2 separate regions of the Mus musculus genome follow, and region 1 is linked to region 2. A link is a contact called in public HiChIP or PLAC-seq data. All regions are on one chromosome and are shown on one strand. Each heading gives the region's core, a stretch centred on a gene start, on an enhancer-like site or on the middle of the called end of the contact. The rest is flanking DNA. Distances are from core to core; before and after follow the strand shown.

Evidence for each region. HiChIP or PLAC-seq counts read pairs in DNA pulled down with a chosen protein or histone mark.
Region 1: a contact with region 2 is called in a RAD21 HiChIP or PLAC-seq map of pro-B cells, with 5 times the contacts expected there. The contact joins two enhancer-like sites. A contact is called at or near these places in 2 of 15 datasets of contacts at CTCF or cohesin (large pre-B cells and pro-B cells), 3 of 484 Hi-C or Micro-C datasets (bone marrow-derived macrophages, cortical neurons and nephron progenitors), 3 of 115 datasets of contacts at active chromatin or transcription factors (heart atrium, large pre-B cells and neural progenitor cells) and 3 of 9 other capture datasets (adipose tissue, liver and pancreatic islet).

The regions. Positions count from the first base shown.
Region 1 is chr9:71,072,056-71,074,789 of GRCm38.p6, reverse strand. The region is part of intron 1 of Gm46120 (predicted gene, 46120); the gene reads right to left. Among named protein-coding and RNA genes, the nearest start is that of Gm46120, 4.3 kb to the right of the region's middle. Within about 2 kb of position 1,454, at least 13 of the 459 cell types and tissues checked have an H3K27ac peak or open chromatin away from gene starts, as enhancers often do. A contact at or near this core is called in pro-B cells, where this site is marked.
Region 2 is chr9:70,759,841-70,762,559 of GRCm38.p6, reverse strand. Adam10 (a disintegrin and metallopeptidase domain 10) reads right to left here. Exons shown (of 16, transcript NM_007399.4): 10 at 794-977. Among named protein-coding and RNA genes, the nearest start is that of Adam10, 82 kb to the right of the region's middle. Within about 2 kb of position 1,374, at least 106 of the 459 cell types and tissues checked have an H3K27ac peak or open chromatin away from gene starts, as enhancers often do. A contact at or near this core is called in pro-B cells, where this site is marked.

The DNA.
Region 1 (2,734 bases), core at 205-2,704, 310 kb before region 2:
CAATTCCCAGCACCTACATCAGGTGGTTTACAACCACCTATAACTCCAGATCCAGGACAGCTGATGCCTGCCTCTGGGCTCCTTGTGCAGCTGCAAGAATGTATACATGTAAACATATAAGCACATATAATACACATAAATAAAAATAAATCTTCCAAAAATAGCCCACAAGGTAACTAAACATTATGCCTACTAACTGGAACTCAACATTATAATGGGCATAATGGGTCACATCTGATTAAAACATCTCCTACATGTTCTACTTGATTATTATTATAATACATTCTATACATTGATATTTTTACAAATCATGTTCTTTATAACGTCTGCTTATAACATTCATATCTTTTTAAGATATTCAATTACTTTTGAGACTCACTTTGTAAGTTTGAAGCTTTCCATGAGATGGGATGTAATATTATATAAAATAGTTTTGCCCCAGACGGATCATATATTCTAAGTAAGGGCAATAGTATCATATGAGACAAATTTATATATTTACAATTTGTTTTCTAAGATTCAGTTTCTCTTCATGAACATGTGTGTTATGATATGAATCCATATGGTCGTTCTGCTCCTGATTCAAAGTCACAAACTCTACCTGTACACACACACACACACACACACACACACACACACACACACACACACACACACAGGGCACACTCGGTGGAAGGAGCCTATGCTACCACCAGGTGGTGACAGAGTGCTGTGGTCTGTGACAGATATGGCTTCAAACAGTGGGGAACCCAAATTTGTGGGCTTTCCCCCCATTAATTAATTGATTTATTCACTTTACATCCCAGTTGCAACCCCACATCTCCTTTCAGTTTCCCTCCCCCCAGATCTTTCCCCAAACCCCCTTCACCTCTGAGAAGGGGGAGGTCCCTCCCAGGGGACCAACACACCCTGGCACCTCAAGTGATTAGTCGCAAGACTAGGCGCATCCTTTCCTACTGAGGCTAGACAGAGCAGCCCAGGTAGGGAAGCAGAAGCCACAGGCAGGCAACTGAGTGAGCCCCCACTCCAGTTGTTGGGACAATTTGTAATCATAGATTCTTGCTCCTTGCCTTGCTAGAGCATTTGCTGGAATAGTATGATGCAAGCAAGCTTAAGGCACAACAATTTTAAAGGTTTTTGCACGGGTTTTACACATTAGAGCATGGGAGAATCTTTCCCTTTTGGTCTCTCAGTGCTTCTTTTTAGCACAAATATCTTTGGCAAAAATATATAAATAAATCACTCAATCCGTAGGCTGCTTAAGGGTGAAACCCTCAAAAATCTCTCAATTATGTTGGACAAAAAAGTTCCAAAGCCCAGTTTCAAGCTAGGCCCCTGTCCAGATAATTTTCTCTACCAGCAAAGCTTTTAAAAGGGCAGCCCCTGGGGGAAGATGAGAATGTTAACATAATTTTCTGAATTGCTTCCCCGAGAAGTCTGTATTCATTATATCCACTTCCTGTGGTGAGGGTTAAGGGTGTGTTCCTGTCGGTAGAGTGCTAGCCTCACGGCACAGAGCTCTGTGGTCCATCTGAATAAAGATCAGAAAACCAAGGTCATCTCTGGTAGCGTACAGTTTGAGGTCAGCTGGGGCTGCAGGATACCCTGTCTTGAAGCAAAAAATAAATAAAAATAAAAAATAAAAAATACATGTAATATGATATAATATAAAGAGCAATGAAAAGAATTTGAAGGATGGTGGTAAGAAGGCTTTGGGAGGCAGCCATCTATCCCAGGATGCCCAACCCTGTTTCACACCTGTGCAGAGAAAATTTTAAAAAATGACTATTTCAAACCCTTTCTTCAAGACCTTCATTTCTTTTCCATTAGCAGAAGAAATGCAAGGGCCACTCCATCTGGGCGAGCCTCACAAACTCTGCATACTGAAGCACTCCCAGCCCCCCCCCCCCCCCCCAGTGTGTGTCCTTGCTGCTTAGCAAGCCGCAGGGAACACAGTGGTGACATAAGCATGGGCTGGTACAGAGGCAATGAGGACCACGTGGCTCATCGCACCAGCAAGCAGACAGGACCACCGAGAAGTCTCTGGTTCACCCCGTCAACACCTTGAGAGGCTGAAACTGACCTCTGGGCCCCCTCCACCCCACGTGAGGCTTCCCAGTGACAAGGAGACTAGAAAGAGTCAGCCTCACCCAGGTGACAAGAGGTCGGACCTGTGAGCAAGGGCAGCAGCTGAAGCTTCTGGAAGGATCTATCAGCCCAGCTGAAGAAGTAGCTCACCTCTCACATCTCTGCAGGAAGGCACAGATAGTTTGTGACTTTGAATCAGAAGCAGAGTAACCATCCAGGCTCATAATTCAGAGAGAGGGAAATAAGATAACTTGAAAAGGGGCAGCCCCTGGGGGAAGATGAGAATGTTAACATAATTTTTGGAATTGCTTTCCCGAGCAGGCTACATTCATTATATATTATATCCATTTCCTGTATTCTCTCATGTAGTCGGGCTCAGTCATAATTAAGCTTTTCTTCAGCACAAGTATTCTTTCTCCAGTCCCTGTTGTCAGGCGTGACGCTACTCACATATCCTGCAGTGCACACCTGCCACCTGCTTATGATGGAGAGAACAGGAGGATGTGTGGTGTCCTCAAAAGCCAAGATCAGTTTTGAGCCACCTCCAAACCCTCCAGGAGTACAGCAGATGCTGGCCATGGTGACGTGAGACACCTGGCTGGCCGAGCTATCTTGTGTGCCTCTAGGAGACTGGAGCAGGAGGAAG
Region 2 (2,719 bases), core at 125-2,624:
CATGAGGAATGAAATTATTTGTTGTCTGCAGGAAAAGAGATGCAACTGGAGATAATCACCTTAAATGAATCAAGCCAATGTCACAAAGACAAGTATCATGATGTCTTCTTGTTTATAGGGTTTATACAGATCCATAAAACCATGCACAGATATATGACATGAAAGCAGAAGCAAAATTATCTAGGAAACAAGGGAACTAACAAGAGGAGACAGTGCAGAAAGGGAGGATAAGAGGCTTGGGGAATTGCTCATTGTACAGTAAGTGCAAATGTCACACATGCAGCAAGGCATGTATGTATTATGAATGAAATTATATATATATAAAACTGTGCAGTTCACCTATTAAAGAAAGGAAGGAAGGGAGAGAAGGAGGAGGGAAGAGAAAAGAACCTCAAACAAGATTGAACTCTAGCTAATGAGATATAAGCTAAAAGCGTTTAGAAGTAAAACACTCTGCTATCTGATACTTACTTTCAAAGGGGCAAATGAATTCCTAAGTATTTGATAAAGCAAATACTTTTTGCAAAGTGTTAACTGGAAAACACAGGCGGGAACTGAGTGGCCTCTTACATATTTTTTGACTATAAATATTTTGGGCTGGGAAGATGACTCAGGGGAAAGGTGCTTACCACCAAGCTTGACAAGCTGCGTTCAGTTGTCAGAACCACATGGTGAAGGGGGAGAACTGACTCCATCAAATTGTCCTCTGACCTCCACATACCTGCTGTGGCTTGTGTGCACATGCACAAATGTAGAAGAAAAAGTTAATTAAAATGTTGGAAAATATACATACCAACAAAACAGTTGTTCCTCTTCTTCTCAAGCACTTGGCTTATGTTTCTAATGCTGCAGAGTGAAAATTTGTTGTTGTTAAGTTTGTCCCCAGATGTTGCTCTTGCATACATGATGTAATTGCCATTTTCTTTTTGTCCTAAGTTCTTAGACTCTCCTGGAGTACACTCTGTTCCAGAATCATGCTGCCAAACAGAATATGGTGTTACATTAGTAGGAAGTAAAATTGCCCAGTCACCTGCTTATGTGGAACTTTCTCATCAGAAGAACAGTAGAAGTCACATACTTTCCTTGAAGAAGAATCTAACAACTGTCTAGGATCAGAGTTAGGATAAACACTTGCTCTATGGGGCCACTGTTGCAGCACAGAGGAAAACTGAAAGTCTAAACATAAACTTAGAGCTTTGTAATTAGGGACTAGAACTGAACATACATCGTCATAGAGATTACTAAGAAGAAGCTTTTATGGGTGGCCGTAATAATATGGATTCACATTCATTAAAATGCATGGTAAGTACATGTTCAAACTGGTTCAGGAAGGCAGAAGTGAAAATGAAACCCAAGACCAGTGCTGAGGAAGGCAGAGTAAGAACTCAAGGCAGTGACACTTCCTTGTGAGTTGGCGCAAAAGACAGCCACGCAAAATGCTGATTGGAGTCAAACACAAGTTTTACTTTAAAATAAGACTAAGAAAACCCAAGGCATGGGATCAAAACATTGCTTTACAGGAGACAGAGTTCTGTATATGAGCACCTGCACAGACGTGGTTTGGATTCTGGTAATTTATCCAGGTACCAGAGGCATAAGAAAGACCAAAGCAAGAGCTCCCTGAATCTTCATAAAGGAAAAACACTTTCAAAGCTGGGCTAAGGAAGCACCTGCTTTCCTCGCACATATGCACTAAAACAACAACGCCAGGGTTTGTTAGATGGCTTCATGGGGAAGAACACTTGATGTATATGCAAGTGGACCTCTGTTCAAAACTCCAGGACCCACATAAATCCAGGCCCAGGAGCAGAAAGATGGCTCAGTGGTACAAGATGTCACCAAGCTTGACAACTTCAATTTGATCCCAGGACCCAAATGCAAGTAGTTGTCCTCTGACCTCCACTCACAGGCTGTGGCATACAAATGAACATGAACACACACACACATACACACACAAAATGTAATAACAATTTTAAGAAAAAAATTTAAAGCCAGACATGACTGTGCTTTTTTTGCAACAACCTCATCACTAGAATTCAGAGACAGATACCAAGAGCTCATTAGATGACTCGTCGAGCCCAAAGCTTCTGGTTCAGAGAGCATCACTCAAGGCTAATTGTCCCAAGAGTAAGTAAGAAGAAGACATTCAACATCCTTCTCTGACATCTGTGTGTGTACATACAAAGGTGAATACTCAGGTGCATGTACCACACACAAAATACCCTCAATACACACACAACACACACCCGAAAGAAACCTCAAAATGTCCTCAAGTAATTAAGGTATTCATTATTCTAAAGGGAAAAAATGTTGGACATTAGAATAGCAGTTGTATTTAACTTGACCTTAGTTTGAATACCCAAAAACCTAACTCTTTACGAACAAACAATAATACCAAGTCACTCTGATTTTACATTTCCTCATCAGATGTCTCACATCCTACTCTTCCTGATACTGCCCTGCTTTTCTCCTGAGCCTAGATTCAGCCTCTGGAAACTACTTGCTCTGTATATTACCTTGCTTTATGCTTCTGCTCCTTACAATTTGGTTTTTTATTAAGTATGGTACTAGCAACAATCTCATCATTCAAATTGAGAAACAGAAAGAAAAGTTCCAATACTGAATGGCTGTTAATGTGATCAAAGAAACAGTAGCTATGTTAGAAGGCATTGAATATTGCCTTCTAATGAGTAGCTTGTTATACATGGAAGTGCTAAAA